Regions from separate parts of the Sus scrofa genome. Here regions 1, 2, 4 and 5 are each linked to region 3. The links are chromatin contacts, called in public HiChIP or PLAC-seq maps. All regions are on one chromosome and are shown on one strand. The core of a region is the stretch at or near the end of the contact, and the rest is flanking DNA. Distances in the headings are between cores, read along the strand shown.

Region 1 (3,184 bases), core at 307-2,806, 160 kb before region 3:
ACCCAGTTATACGTATATATACATTCTTTGCCCGTTCTTAATATCAGTGCTCCAACCCTGCACCTGCTGGCCTCTCTCTGAAGGCTCTCCCTGAGTAAGCCATTTACCACTTACATCATGGTGATGGATAATCCATATCCAAGCCTGACTCAATGATCCCTTCAGCTTCAGCCTTGACTCACACTAGACTTTACTGCTTGAGTGATTCTGAAACACCATTGACTCAGAAGAGACTTCATTTCCTTTTCCCCCAGAGCCTGCTCCTTCTCTTACATGCTCTGCTCAGTGCCTGGTTCCACCACCATCTACTCAACTACCTCAACCAGGACTGGAATCATTGCCCTAGTTTTCTCTCACCCCAACCTTTACTCTACTCAACATATTAATCACCAACCCTCGCGGACTTGGCCCCTTAGCAGCTCTGGTTAGGTACCCGCCTACCACCACCACTGTCATAGCACTCCATCAGGCCCATGTGGCCTATCACTGCAATTGGGTCCTAAGTGTCTTACTGCTGCACCCACAATCTATTCTTCACACTCTTTCCAGGATAATATTGCAAAAATGCACATCATGTTATTCCCCTGCTTTAAAGCCATCAACAGCTCCCTATGGTTCACAGGCTAAAGTCCCAACTCCTGAGAAGCCCTCTGGTATTTCACCTTTTCCTGCCTTTCAGCCTTACCTTTTGATAATAACCCCTCTTCTTCTAGTGCTTCATATTCCACACACACCAAACTACTTACAATTCCATAAACTCCTTATGTGGTTTCAGATAGTAAGCTCTGGCTCACACTTCTCTCTCTGCTTGAAATGCCTTTCAACACCACCCCCACACCTTTACCCATCTTTCAAGTCTCAGCTCACAAATCAACTTGTCTCTGAAGCTTTTTGTGATTACTCTGCCTCTGCTCCAAATAGAACTGACATTTTATTCCCTTACATCTTCACCACTTCCAGGGTCGAATGTTTCCACAGCACCTCATTACAGTGATCCCATAGTCTAGCCTAATGCCTGGCTATTATAGTTTCATTGACAACAACACAATTCCTGGACCAATATTTATTATCCACCAGGAGTAGGTGCTGTGGCCAAACACTGGAGAAGAGGAAAAGGCAGATAAAACACCCTTTGCCCTCATAACTTATTAATGGTCACAAAATAAATCCTTCCAGTGTAAAAGCCAGAAGCACTCCCAGGATTTACCCTGAAGCTAATATAGTTTAAGCTGGTTTCAGGTAGCTTAAGGGACTTGATTTATAGAGGCCCCTTCTAAAGTTCTGTGCTAATTTTATATTTTTAATTGTAGGTCATTATTTTCTTAAAGGGAGGGCCCAAATTTGGACATGTTTCAGGCATCACAAAACCTGTACCCACCTCTGATTCCAAGATTAGATGATTATCTGCGGTACGAATTTCTGTAAATAAAGCTTAAAGAAAAGTCAGTAGTGATTTGGCAAGTTTGTGGCATGGTGCAGGCCTCCTCCTTGTGCTGGCAGACTGAGCATTGAGTGGGAGTGGCTCAGCACCACCCCTTAGTTCTCCCTGAAGTACAGCAGAAGGGTGTGGCTCTGACCAGAGTTTCCTATTGCCTCCCTCCTTTTCTACCTCCCATATCTCCTAATGAGGAGTGAACTAGAAAACAAGGAAGGAAAAGACAGATGACAGATACTTCAGGAATAGCAGAATACTGCAGTTCTGAGCTACTAACAGAAAATGCATCACTCACTGTCATCAGGTTCACAACAATCCTGTGACCTGACTGAAATTCAGAGTAAGACATGTTTGCTGTGGTTGGGAAGTGAGGGTGGAGGGGAGTTAGAAGCAAGAGAAAAAGGGAGGAAGGGCATTTGACAAAGATGAGGAACATGACTAATGAGTCAAGTTCTTCCTGGTGTCATTTGTGGCCTCCCTGATCATCAGAAAAGGAATAATGGGCTGGGAATCCATCATCCACATTCCTTCTTTCTACCCCACCCTTCCTGTAGCATTGCCTTCAGAATCAAGCCGGGCCCTGACCCAACAGCTTCATGCGACAAAGGGAGAAAGAGCATTGCTGCACCCAAGTTCATGTGCCTGATGCACACTGAGGCCAAAGAAACCAAAACATGGAAGTTTGGAGCAGAGAAAGGTTTACTGCAAGGGCCAAGCAAGGAGAATGGGTAGCTCATGCTCAAAAGATAAGAACTTCCAGACAGATGTCAGGGAAGTTTTTATAGGCAAAATTTGGGGGGAGGGTCACAAGGTGTGTGACCTTCCTCTGATTGGTTGGTGGTGAGGTAACATAGTGGTGTTTTAGGAATCTCAATCATCAGCCTGGTTCTGGCCAGTATGGGTTCTACAAACTTGCACTCAGCATGAAGTCACCATCCTCTACCTTGGTGGGAGTTTTAGCTTCTGTAGAACAACTCAAAGATATGTGTCAGATTGTTATGGATATCCCTTGAGGAGGAACTGGGGATTAAAGGAAAATGACACAACAACTTTATTTATTTATTTGGTTTTTAGGGCCGCACCTGCGGCATGTGGAAGTTCCCAGGCTTGGGGTTGAATCAGAGATGCAGCTGCCAGCCTATAACACAGCCACAGCAGTGCCATATCCAAGCCACATCTGTGACCCACACCATAGCTCATGGCAATGCCAGATCCCCGACCTACTGAGTGAGGCCAGGGACTGAACCCACATCTTCATGAATACTAGTCAGGTTCGTTCGTTTCTGCTGCACCACAATGGGAACTCCCAACACGCCGACTTTATAAAGGAGCAATTAGACCCAAAGTGGTAAAGGACTCTGCCAAGGTCACACAATAGTTAGAACTAGAATTGTGTTTTATTGCTGAACTATTCTTTCTTGTCTGCATTTCCTTTGTGTATGCATTCTCTCACTTCCCTAATTAACTGCTTGAATCTGTACCTTGGGAAAGCCTAGGAGACTAAAGCCTTCTTCTGTAAATAAGAAATGGGATGCATGGAGGGGCTTTATACCGGGAAGGGCCTCATAGGGTCCTACCTGGTTTCAAGAGTAATGCATAGACTGGCAGTTGGTGGGGTGGAAGGAGGAAATAGTGTCTGAGCCCTGTTTCTCATTCTGGCTTGGGCAGGATTCAGATCTTTTGGGGCACCAAGCACAGAAAAGACTATGGGGCCACCATTGCTCCCATTATGTAATTCAAGGTAACACT
Region 2 (2,999 bases), core at 184-2,683, 200 kb before region 3:
AGTTTGTTTTCCTCAGCTGAGGCAAGTGGTAGAGTATAATGGAGTAATGTAAAAAAAGGTGAACAGGCTGCAGATAAAGGTACAAGTAACTATTCTTTTCCCTTGGGAAACCACATGATTTGGGTGTGAAGGGCTACTGACTCCAGAGGCTGATTGCAAAGCATAAGGAACCCCAGATGAGTGGAGACTGTAGGGTGAGGACACCATTATTAGCATCATTTCTGAGTGACCTCACAGATTTTTTTCTTGTGTTTGTTTTGCTTTCTGAAAACTGCTCCTGCTGTTCCTTGCAATTCTATTCTCACACCTTCACTTTATTATTTATATTTGATGGACCAGAAGGATTCAGGCAAGGTTACCTTGTAAATTTGGATTGGTTACACACCATGCAGTCATCCAGCTGGCTCTGAAGTTAATAATGTTACTGACAGTAAACCTGAAGACCTTTATCATATCTATTTTAAGTCCAGGTCTGACCAACCATGGAAAATATTCAACATGAATTAATGTAGAGAACCACAAAGCATTTTTGACAGCTCCAAGGAAAACCATCTACTTGATTCAAGAGATAAACCTAGAGACCTCTCATAAAAGCTTGCCTGGTGTGAGGGTACATGGTACCATTTTCATCCTCTGAAAATATCTGTATTCCTGTTCTTTTTCTGCTGTCACTGTCAATCTGCTATATTTTTCACTATCCTATTAAAATATTATTTTCTTCTTTATCTGTTTAATGTACATATTAAAAAAAAAACTTCCCTGTATGACCTATTCTGACCTAAGTTATTTCTCTGATGTTTCTCTTTTATTGCTTCCAAAACATATGAATTTCTTTTTTTTGTGAGCATTTCCATTTCTCTGTACATTGTAAAACTACAAACAATAGGTATTTCTGTGACATAACAGAGGAGAATTAAGTCAGCTACAGAACAATGGGGTTTATTCTTCTGCTTTTTCTCTGGAAAATCTTCTGTTACCTTTGGTGGCAATTTACCTAGAGCTTAGAACCACAGGATGTAGCTTGGATTCTTATTTGCTTTTTTGGGAAATCAATTAGGAAGATTCATCCAGGATAAAGGAAAAAGCACTCTTTCCATTATATAACACTATTGTTTGTACTGCTTATTCCCTTCAAAGGAAGTCTGTTGAATGCTGGGCATTTTGCATTCTTTTCTAATAGAACAACCAAAAAAAGGCATCTTAAGGTGAAGCAGGAAAGGAGATCATTTTTTATAACTTTACATTCTTAACATAGCATTTAAAGAACAGCATGAATTTGAAGGAAGACAATGGAACATATGGTAGTCAATTTGAGATCACTAGTTCAAAAGTAGCCTAGAATGGTAATCACCCACAAGTATTCCCAGTTGTCCAGTGGTTTGTGGTATGCAAGAATGAGAAGTGCTTTTGGTCCATTTCCCATTGGACAGGTGGCCATCTTAGCAGAGTCACTGTTGCGAATTGATGACTAAAGACACAACTAACATGCTGGGATTGTTGTGGGGTTCCCGAAAAGCTTCTAAGAAACATGTCAGGCACGCAGTCAAAACATCCACAACTTTGACTATGAGCTGGTAGTAGAGGGCCCATCTGAGACTATACAGTCCCAAATTATGGAAAAGGTGTGGGAATCCTCCAAAATTGTATCCACTGCAGAGTCTAATCTTACCCCAAGGGATAGGGGCATGGGAGAGAGAAGGCACCCTGGAGAAAGGGATTTCTTTGCCTCTTCTTTTGAATCAGGGAGCCCCTGGGAACTTATATGCACAATAAGCTATACTACTTTTCAGGTTGGAGTTATGGAAATGATGTCATTGTGGCAGGTGGGAGACTTAGGGCTCATGACTTCAGCTTCCTTCCCACTGGGCACCCTTTGAATTCTGGGTGTTGTTGGCTTTGTTGTGGTGGCAGATCTTTGGATTGGTTGGTTGGCTGGTTGAGGTTATGAGGAGGCAGTTTTTGTTTAGTTTTTGCAATCCTGCCTTTTCCCTTGTCCTTTGTTAGCTTAATTTCTAGGCAGAGCACCTATGAAGTCAAGTTTTCATCATCAACAAAATAGCAACAAGTATTTACCTAGAGCTTGTGTTAGGTTATCCCAAGGAATCCACTCCATGGTTTATAGGCACTGACATATAAATAAAATATAATCATAGTCACTGACTTATTGCAGGACCTCATGCAAATTTCTTTCCACCAGTTTCCCCTTAATGATGTCTCAAACCTCTCTTCCTGGAATGTTGTGCCATAGTGAGTATGCACAGCACTAGATATTCTAGGAAGAAAGATACTATGTAAGTGTAACTACACATATTCTTCTCAGTCTTATAGGAGAGCTTATTGATTCATAAAACTAGTAAGACTGTGATTCTGAGCATTGCCACTTTAATCTTAGAACAGTTTTGTTTCTAATATTTCAATAATAAACACTTTCTGCTTTGAGAGAGGAAAAAAATCACACTGTTTCTGCATTAACACATACATTTTTAGGAATATGTTTTATAAGATACATTGGGGTTGTCCTTCTGGAGCATGTAAAAGTTTGTACTTCAAAATATATCTAGTATGATTGTTAATGATAACATGTTTCTCATTTAATCTTCACAAGAAGCAACTCATTTTAACTATAGAAAAACTGATCTCAGTTACAGTAGTTCTTAAAAGTAATCCAGAATTCTTTAACTCTTCTAGACAGGGCTGATCCCTTTCAAAAAGTAGGTTTCCTAGGGCAACTGAATACTATCACATAGCTGAATTCTAGCCTGGCAGCAAGAGTCACATCTAGATGACAAAAACAAATGATTAAAGGGGGGTATGCTAACTTATGTGGGACCATTATTTTGTTAACAGTTACTAGTTTAAAAAAATTCGAGTGCTACTTGCTGCTGACAGGACTATCAAACATTCTGACTTTAGCACTTTCACAGAAGTCTCTTGAAAACATACAAAGACATTTGGCTGTTAGTGTCTGAGTTTGGATTTACTCTTTCAAACAAAAGTCT
Region 3 (3,180 bases), core at 290-2,789:
TATTAGGTCTTTCTAAAAACTTTTGCTGTTTACTTTGGAGTCTGCAATACTTGGTTTAACATCAGTTAATCATAGAAGTCAGGGAGTTCCTGTTGTGGCTCCGTGGTTAACGAATCCTACTAGGAACTATGAGGTTGCTGGTTCAATCCCTGGCCTCGTTCAGTCGGTTAAGGATCCGGTGTTGCCGTGAGTTGTGGTGTAGGTCCCAGATGCGCCTTGGATTTGGCGTTGCTGTGGCTGTGCTGTAGGCCAGCGGCTACAGCGCTGATTGGATCCCTAGCCTGGGAACCTCCATATGCCATGGGTACGGCCCTAGAACAGACAAAAAAAAAAAAAAAAAAAAAAAAAGTCATAGAAGTCAGGATTAGTTAAAGCTTGATCTTGCAAATAACAAGAGTGAAAGAAGTTAGTTAACCAGTGGTCAAATAAAATTTGTTAATTCCCTTAATTCTTAATATAAAAAGGTCTGTGCCTCTACTATGCTAAGTGAAATGTACTATCCTGATATTGTTAAATCCTAAAATTAGTATTTGAAAAAAATTTTATTGGAAGAGTTTATTCACATACTTAAGTTTATTTTCTCTGAGGTGTTTAAACTGCAGAATATATTAATTTATAATAAATACATTAGAAAGTATATTTAGAGAAGGAAGTACTTTCAACAGTTGACTTTGTTTCTTTGCGTGTTAGATTTTCTGTAAGAGTTCCATAAATCATTGAGAGGCAGCGTATTAACACAATTTCTTCTCTATTGCTGCGGCCCAGCACAACCAAATATTTATATATTTTCGGAAACCACAAACTTTGAGTGTTGATACTTAATTTGTAGCAAAATGGTGTTTTTTGCTTTCTTCTTTAAATTATAATCTCGGTGAGAAAAGAATTTACTGACTTCTGCCTTTTATTTTGTATCATCCCAAAATTTAATATCTGATAGAGTATATTATTATTTATTAAAGTATCTCTCTGCTCTTTTTGACATATATTAAGTTTAGCCAGAAATGTTTATCCAGTTAAAATGTTGTGATTTTCAGGAATATCTACCCAATATTCTGTGATGATCTGTATGGGAAAAGAATATGAAAAAGAACAGATGTATGTATAGGTACAACCGAATCACTTTGTTGTACAGCAGAAATTATCACAGCATTGTAAATCAACTACAATAAAACTTTAAAAAATGAAAAAAAATAGTGATTTCTTAAAAAGTGTTTAAATTTTATTTGTGTCTTTTTATTATAAATCAGGTTATTGATTAGGTTACTGCTCTTGATTGTTTAGGCTTTGTAATTGCAGTTTGTTTTTTTGTTTTTTTTTTTAGGGTACGGCCCTAAAAACTTTAGGGAAGTTCCCAAGCTAGGGGTCTAATCAGAAATCCGAACCACGTCTGTGACCTACACCACAGCTCATGGCAATGCCAGATCCCCAACCTACTGAGCAAGGCCAGAGATCGAACCTGCGTCCTCATGGATGCTAGTCAGATTTGTTTCTCCTGAGCCATGATGGGAGCTCCTTAATTGCAGTTTTATTATAGTCTGAAATCTCCCTATACAAGATTGAGGATTACAGTGTCTAGACCAGCAGTTTGGTTTTATTACTGTGTAAGTCTGTTTTAAATTTACCTCAACTTTTCAGTCGAAGTATATATATTTTTATTTCCTGACTGTTGGGCTTTAGTTTTCTTGTATAAAGTACCAAAATTAGCATTATTAATTAAAGCTTCTTGCCTAGATGTTAAAGTATCTTCTGTGCCCAGTGTTAAAATCTGACTATCTTACATTTACAAAGAACCTGGAGCCAAAATTCCCAGTAAAGACACATGGATGTTTATGTCAGCAGACACGAAAAATAACACATCTATTTTTAAGTTAGTTGGAATTCTGAAGTCAAACCACTTGGTTGAATGCCTGCCATAGTGATATTAAAATTTCAAACATATTTATAAAACCTCTGCTGCCTCCTGCTGCCCGTTGTGTGATACTTTCATCAAAGTAAATAATTCTTTGTGTTAAGTATTTCCTTTTTCTTGCATTTGTAAACATTAAACTTGAAGTTATGGATAAGTTACGTAAAATAAACATTCCAAAGTTAAAAATCATAGTGGGTGGGAAATTATAATGTAATTTCAGCATATAAGTTTTTCAGACTTTAAAAATTGAAGTATAATCATGGTTCTTTTTAAAAAACTTTATTTTTAATATAATTGTAATTTGTATTTTTTTAAAGTATAGTTGATTTATGATGTTGTGCTAATTTCTGCTATATAACAGTGACCCAATAATACATATATATGTACATTCCTTTTTTTATATTATTTTCCATCATATTCTATCCCAAGAGATTGGATATAGTTCCCTGTGCTATATAATAGACCTAATTTTAACAATTCTTCTTTTTTTTGTCTTTTTTGCTATTTCTTTGGGCCGCTCCTGCGGCATATGGAGGTTCCCAGGCTAGGGGTCCAATCGGAGCTGTAGCCACCGGCTCCGAGCCGTGTCTGCAACCTACAGCACAGCTCACGGCAACGGCAACGCCGGATCGTTAACCCAATGAGCAAGGGCAGGGACCAAACCCGCAACCTCATGGTTCCTAGTCGGATTCGTTAACCACTGCGCCACGACGGGAACTCCAACAATTCTTCTTGATAGGAGTTTCTTTAAAACCATACAGTAGCTGTCATAGAAAGATGCTTAGGGTTTTTCTTATAAAATAAAAAACAATACTTTAATTGAAGTATAATTAATACTTCTTTAATGGAAGTATAGTTAATTTACTATATTAGTTTCAGGTGTACAGCAAAGTGATTTGGTTTTATTATATATTTATGTAAGGAAAAGTTAAACTAAAAATAAGGGAAAAATGTGGAGGAATGTATAGGAATTGTACAGAAGTATAGGCAATTAATGGAAAATTCAAGCTAACACCATATATTTTGGTATCTTCTGTGAGCATCAGTACATTAGAATATTTCATGTTATTTGATATTCAAACTATGGCCTACTCTTATCAGAAGGACATTTGTATAATGAGATCTTGTGTTTTAGTCAAAGTATGGGAAACAGAGATTAGTGGAAAGAGCGCTGGCTTTGCGGTTAACTCTGCGTTGGCTTAAATGTGGCCACTTAATTTCCCTAAGTATCAATTCCTTGGGTATGAAAAGGGAAGTTTTTTCACAGAGTA
Region 4 (2,761 bases), core at 244-2,743, 180 kb before region 3:
AGTAGAAGTTTTTCTCATGGCCCTCAAATATGACATGCTGTACACTGAAGTGTGATTCCAGATTAAAACACAGACTTTAAAAAGAGAACAGTAGACATGAATGTTCCTGATGTGTTCAGAGAATAGCAAACCACTTCCACAATTCTTGAACCCCTCAGTCAGGTCCGGGTTATTAGAGGGGGTCGGAATCTAGCAAGGAAAGAGGAGGAATTCTGGAATGCTGTAGATCAGTGTTTGTGTTTGGAGCAGATATGGTTGGGGGCCCTGCCCTCTCACCTCCAGCCTTTTGAGAAAAAACATTTTAACGTACCTGCTTAGAGAACCTGATACTAGGTGTCAGCATGAAGATGGATGGGAGGTGGGAGGGGACTGGTGCTGACTCTCTCCCAGGGTATTTGCAGAGTGAGAGATGGGTGGACAAACTGTTTTGGCAAAGAACCAGGAAATTTGCTGCTGTACTCCCAAAAGTAAATGATGTGAGTGTTCCCCATGGACGAGAGCAGGCCAGGAGTAAGGCAGAACTGGATGGGGTTTGTACTGGGGCCTCTCCAAGGGTGCAAACAGACCCTAGCAGCTACAAGCTGTAGGTAGACAGCTTTCTAGGGGGTACAGATTGAGTTATAAGTTAACCACTAGAAAAGAGATGAATTGGCATGAATAAAGGACTACAGACACGATGTCCCCAGTGACAGGAATCTTCAAATATCCCTTGAAAGTTTCCTTCTCTGGGCCTACCTGGCTCTGAGAGTAAAAAGCCAGAATAAGATGTTACCAAATCAAGTAAAAAAATTCCTTCTTCTCTTTTTACATCTCCATCCTTGCACTCTAAACCCAGGGGACTGGAAGTCAGGATTAGCAAACTTGGAGAGGAAAAGGAGGAGAGCGCGAGGAAGGCAATCACAGTACCTTCCCTGGAGGAAGGTGATTCTCCTCAAAAGGGCCCATCTGGGAAAGGAGAGGGGTTTTAACCCTAAGTGGAGATTGGAGTTTATTATTCCAGGGGCTGGACTATTCTATGTTGAAATAAAGTGGATTGGGTAACTTAAAGTGACCATAGGACTATTCCTAAAGGAAGCAGAATATCACAGGACCTGCTAAGTTTTCATCCAGCAGCAGTGGAAAAATTTCTTTCATTAAAAATTTTCTTAAAGTAGTAGGAGATAAAAAGAAAAAAAAGCATTTTAATGACACATAATACACAATACACAAAAAATAATCAATTTAACATACTGGTTACAGTTCAGTACTTTCATATCAAATTTTTAAATTCTTTTGATAATAATACAACCCAAGGTAGAAACTCCAACCCAGGCCCAAACCATGTGAAGCTAGAATTCTACCATCAGACATTCAAACTCTAAAATAGAAAAAACACTTCTGTTATTTTCAGGCCCTTTTGGTCATTTCTGGCTCAGGATAGATCACTTGGCTTCATTTAGCCAGCCAAGCAGAGAACAGCATGAGCCTTGGGACAGAGATTGACAAAAGGAAATAGCACCAAAGAACAAGATGTGAAAACTGCTCAGGGAAATACATTAGAATTAAGGGTTTGGGGGTGCAGACAGAGACTAGAGGCCTGAAATATTTTTGGCACAAACAGAAAAACAACAATGTACCTAAAGAACTATTTATATACACCACAGCTGCATCTCTAACCCAAGACAATTTGTAATTTTACTCTACTGTTAACACTTAAAGGAGCATGAAGTCACCTTTGGCAGTCTGAGGAGAACATGGAAGAGTAATAGTCATTTTTTTGTTCACTGAGGTCACTGCACTGTCCTTCACCACCAGCACTACTGCTATATTTGGCATATGTGTATTCTAAAGCAGTTTGTTTGTTTGTTTTGTCTTTTTAGGGCAACACACTGCAGCATATGGAGGTTTTTTTCAACTTCAATTGTATTTTAAATTTCTCTTCAGAAAATTTTGACTTACTCTTTAAATATCATACTTCAAAGTTTTACTCTTTCCCCCTCACATTCAACAGATTAATGTTTATACCTTAGCTGAAAACAATCCCTGATGTCTTCGTTATTAGAATATCATTCAACAATGTTTTGAACTTTTAAATTTGTTAAAATTCCATTCTTCTGAAGATTTTCAAACTAAGTAGGTAGAAGAAAGACCAGAAAATAAATTCCTTTTCATTCAGTGTTTTGCATGCCTTATCACTGAGGTGTATGCATTCACATTATACTTCATACTTCTAAATAAATTGATAATTATTTCTTTTTCCAGTTATCAGCCAGTGATGTTAGTTATCTATATGTATATTCAGGAGCCTTTCCTAGATTTCTGTGGAGACTTGGATCCTTTTATTGCCATCCTTTAAGTCTCTATTGCTTTGTTTTGTTCTTTTTATAACTGCACTTGTGGCATATGGAAGTTCCTGGGCTAGGGGTTGAATCGGAGCTGTGGCTGTGGGCTACGTCACAGCCATGGCAATACTGGATCCAAGCCACATCTATGACCTATGCAGTAGCTTGTGGCAATGCTGGATCCTTAACCCACTGAGTAAGCCCAGGGATCAAACCCTCATCCTCACAGACACAACAATGGGTCCTTAACGTGCTGAGCTGAAATGGGAATTCCAAGTTTCTATTGTTTTAAAGACCTGACTAAAGCAGGCCTGTGAGGTGCAATATCTGATGGAAAACAGATATCATTAGAATGTGAAAAGTGTCCCAGGGACTCTATAGACTAATGTTGTTCTCTTTCTTCCACACCTAAAAACAAAAGAGAGACACATACATCTACT
Region 5 (2,994 bases), core at 461-2,960, 240 kb before region 3:
CTCTCTGGTCTGAGTTATTATTCTCTGTGTAAAAAAGTAGAGGATGGGCTATGCTAAATTTCTTCAGTCTCTTACTACTCTGGGAGTCTGTGAAGTATTATTTCAACAATTTGTAAAAGCCTGATATTTTTAACTTTTTGTTCCCACTCTTCTCCTCTCTTTCCTCTCTTTCCTTCCTTCCCTTATTTCCTTCTCACTTGCACCAGGGTGTGAAGAGGACAGATTCTGGTTTAAATGACAGGTTCAATGATAGGCCGCTTCCTGACAGTGTGATCCTAGGCAAGCTACTTACCATCTCAGAGACTTAGTTCCTTCTTTTGCAAAATGGACTTAATAGTCTTTGCCACTATTTGCCACTGTTGCCACTAGTCTGGGTTGTTGTGAGGATTAGAAATAGTGTATGTATGGCAAATGGTTTTAGTGTATGTATGGCAAATGGTTTAGCTGTGGTTATTGTTATTTCTAATATTCAGTGTCTGATAGTAAGGAGATTAAACAAGTTTCCTGTTTTCATGAAGATACAATTTAAGAATCGAGATAATGTGTTTTTTAATAATTAAAAGTGCTAGAAGAGAATTTTAAAGTTTTTTTTTGGGGGGGGTCTTTTGTCTTTTCAGGGCAGCCCCCAAAAAGGCATAGGGAGATTCCCAGGCTAGGGGTCGAACTGGAGTTATAGCTGCCGGCCTACACCACAGACACAGCAGTGTGGGATCTGAGCCATGTTCTGTGACCTACATCACAGCTCACAGCAGCGCCAGATCCTTAACCCATTGAGCAAGGCCAGGGATTGAACCTGCGTCCTCATGGATACTAGTTGGGTTCGTTAACCACTGAGCCACAACAGGAACTCCCTAAAGTGGTCTTTAATGAGTTCTTAGACTGCAAATACTCCTGCCTGGAAGGACAAGTGGGATAATCAGGGGGAGGTCTTCACGAAGGAGGAGCAGCCATTGGTTCAGGGTTCTGAAGGAAAAATCAGATTTGAAGACAAGAGTGGACATTCTGGAAAACACAGAGTAGATTCTAAACACAGAGAATTTTCTTCTAGTTAACTACCATCTTCAAGCTTTTGCACTGTTGTGTGATATTTTTTAAAGGTTTTGAAGTCAAGATGTTAAATACCACCATGTTCTGGCCCAAGAAGCTATATTTCCTTTTAAGGATCTGGCATGGGAAAAGTTAGAGCTTTGGAGAATGGCCTGTTCACAGAAAGGAGCAGAATCTGGGTCCACCTGGAGGAAAAGCCAGGATCTTTTAATAAGCAAGTGCAAGAACACTGGCTGCAGTGTGACAAGAGGGCCATCCCATTATCAGTCCATCAATCTTTCCTTCCAGGTAGCAAGGTTTGGTGACTTAATGAGGTGATAAGGAGCAAGAAACTGACCCACACAGAGGCTGAGTCTAGAAGTAGGGGATGTCAGAGGTCATTCTCATTTTAATCTCTTTGCTTTTAATGTCAAAGACCTTGCTCATAGGTGAGAACCCCAGAGTTAGGGTTATCTCCACTCTCCTTTTGGCACATGTGAGAAAAGGACGACATCTGATTGATTGCTGTATAAAATTGGAGACTGAAGAACACACACACACACACACACATACACATACACGTAATGCAACCCCCAGGGATCGCTGCCCTGGATTAATAAAATAGCACGAGCTCATAGTTGCTCACATTACACAAGGTTCCCTTCTCGGCCCTGCAGTGTGGTGCTGAAATGGTGTTTAAGAATTTGTGCTGCTGCCTTCATACCATGGCCATATTTTGGAGACTATGACCTCATCACCCTCTGAGTTGCCAGGGCTGGATTCCAGGAGAAAGGGGAAGGGAAAAGGACATGAGGGAGAGGAAGCAAAGATCAGCAAGTTGAAGTGATTAAAACATTTAATTCCTCCTTTAGAATTCAATTATATTATTTGCCCAGAGGGTCTGTGTCTTCCTGTTCTTTCTCTGTTCTCCCTGTCCCTCTCTTCAATCCTTCCCTTTATCTCTCCCTCCCTTCTCTCTCACTCCTGCTAGAGAGAAGTCTAGAAAATCTTCAAGCACCAAAACCCTGAAGTCATTCGCTGGGGGCAAAGTCCGTGAGGTCTAGGGTTTGAAATGAGTGGAATGAAGTGGAATTTTACTTGAGCTCTCCATTGTAGAATTTTTTTGTTTTTTTGTTTTGTTTTGTTTTGTTGAGCCATGTAGTCTGTGGCCTTGGGGCTAGCTTTGTCTTTGGGAACTCATCTGTTACATGGGCCTGTTTTTTTTGTTTTTTTGGCTTTTGTCTTTTTAGGGCTGCACCCATGGCATATGGGGGTTCCCAGGCTAGGGGCCTAATTGGAGCTGTTGCTTCCAGCCTTTGCCACAGCCACAGCAATGCCAGATCTGGGCTGTGTCTGCGACCTCACCACAGCTCACAGCAATGCCAAATCCTTAACTCACTCAACGAAGCCAGGGATCAAACCCCCAACCTCATGGTTCCTAGTCGGATTCATTTCTGCTTCGCTATCCATTGTAGAATTTTTATTCCACACTGGTTTTCTTTCTACCCTCACACATTCCTCTCAGGAGGTCAAAAGTCACTCCCATTTCAAATCCACCATTTGTTTCTCCTTGATTGTACTGGATAAGGGGTGTCATTAACATGAATCTAATGTGATGTGTGCACCTGAAACTGTGCACCAGTCTGGCCCTTCCATGTACAGATAAAGAAAGAATGGATTAATTGACCAGGAAAAAAGAAAAATTGCTTCCTTTCCTCAAAATCATATATAGAACAGTCTTTTATACACAAATTGCAAGCACATTTATATATGTATATATACTCATGTTTTAATCCTGGCTGGCAGATTAAGAACAGATATTGAAATAAAAACAGCTCTTTAACATTTTCCTTAACTAGATACATATTGTTCACTTAAGAATTAGGCACGTGGCTAATCTTTCATGTCCATAAATCCCACCAACTATTTAATATTCTACAGTGGAATTTTTAGTAAATCTAGACAGCT

What was found. HiChIP or PLAC-seq counts read pairs in DNA pulled down with a chosen protein or histone mark.
Region 1: a contact with region 3 is called in an H3K27ac HiChIP or PLAC-seq map of skeletal muscle. The contact joins two enhancer-like sites. A contact is called at or near these places in 1 of 47 Hi-C or Micro-C datasets (embryonic fibroblasts) and 2 of 2 datasets of contacts at active chromatin or transcription factors (alveolar macrophages and skeletal muscle).
Region 2: an H3K27ac HiChIP or PLAC-seq map of skeletal muscle shows a contact between it and region 3. The contact joins two enhancer-like sites. A contact is called at or near these places in 2 of 5 promoter capture datasets (fetal liver and liver), 24 of 47 Hi-C or Micro-C datasets (adipocytes, adipose tissue, alveolar macrophages and 14 more) and 2 of 2 datasets of contacts at active chromatin or transcription factors (alveolar macrophages and skeletal muscle).
Region 4: an H3K27ac HiChIP or PLAC-seq map of skeletal muscle shows a contact between it and region 3, with 4 times the contacts expected there. The contact joins two enhancer-like sites. A contact is called at or near these places in 2 of 5 promoter capture datasets (fetal liver and liver), 15 of 47 Hi-C or Micro-C datasets (alveolar macrophages, embryonic fibroblasts, fetal heart ventricle and 8 more) and 2 of 2 datasets of contacts at active chromatin or transcription factors (alveolar macrophages and skeletal muscle).
Region 5: a contact with region 3 is called in an H3K27ac HiChIP or PLAC-seq map of skeletal muscle. The contact joins two enhancer-like sites. A contact is called at or near these places in 20 of 47 Hi-C or Micro-C datasets (alveolar macrophages, brain, embryonic fibroblasts and 11 more) and 2 of 2 datasets of contacts at active chromatin or transcription factors (alveolar macrophages and skeletal muscle).

What each region holds. Positions count from the first base shown.
Region 1 is chr8:104,663,598-104,666,781 of Sscrofa11.1, reverse strand. The region is part of intron 2 of SEC24D (protein transport protein Sec24D); the gene reads right to left. Among named protein-coding and RNA genes, the nearest start is that of MYOZ2, 56 kb to the right of the region's middle. Within about 2 kb of position 1,556, at least 13 of the 83 cell types and tissues checked have an H3K27ac peak or open chromatin away from gene starts, as enhancers often do. A contact at or near this core is called in skeletal muscle, where this site is marked.
Region 2 is chr8:104,706,190-104,709,188 of Sscrofa11.1, reverse strand. The region is part of intron 2 of SEC24D (protein transport protein Sec24D); the gene reads right to left. All of the region lies in intron 4 of SYNPO2 (synaptopodin-2), which reads left to right. Among named protein-coding and RNA genes, the nearest start is that of MYOZ2, 98 kb to the right of the region's middle. Within about 2 kb of position 1,433, at least 7 of the 83 cell types and tissues checked have an H3K27ac peak or open chromatin away from gene starts, as enhancers often do. A contact at or near this core is called in skeletal muscle, where this site is marked.
Region 3 is chr8:104,504,775-104,507,954 of Sscrofa11.1, reverse strand. The region is part of intron 14 of USP53 (inactive ubiquitin carboxyl-terminal hydrolase 53); the gene reads left to right. Among named protein-coding and RNA genes, the nearest start is that of FABP2, 42 kb to the right of the region's middle. Within about 2 kb of position 1,539, at least 4 of the 83 cell types and tissues checked have an H3K27ac peak or open chromatin away from gene starts, as enhancers often do. A contact at or near this core is called in skeletal muscle, where this site is marked.
Region 4 is chr8:104,684,138-104,686,898 of Sscrofa11.1, reverse strand. The region is part of intron 2 of SEC24D (protein transport protein Sec24D); the gene reads right to left. The region is part of intron 4 of SYNPO2 (synaptopodin-2); the gene reads left to right. Among named protein-coding and RNA genes, the nearest start is that of MYOZ2, 76 kb to the right of the region's middle. Within about 2 kb of position 1,493, at least 9 of the 83 cell types and tissues checked have an H3K27ac peak or open chromatin away from gene starts, as enhancers often do. A contact at or near this core is called in skeletal muscle, where this site is marked.
Region 5 is chr8:104,740,712-104,743,705 of Sscrofa11.1, reverse strand. The region is part of intron 2 of SEC24D (protein transport protein Sec24D); the gene reads right to left. All of the region lies in intron 1 of SYNPO2 (synaptopodin-2), which reads left to right. Among named protein-coding and RNA genes, the nearest start is that of SYNPO2, 100 kb to the left of the region's middle. Within about 2 kb of position 1,710, at least 22 of the 83 cell types and tissues checked have an H3K27ac peak or open chromatin away from gene starts, as enhancers often do. A contact at or near this core is called in skeletal muscle, where this site is marked.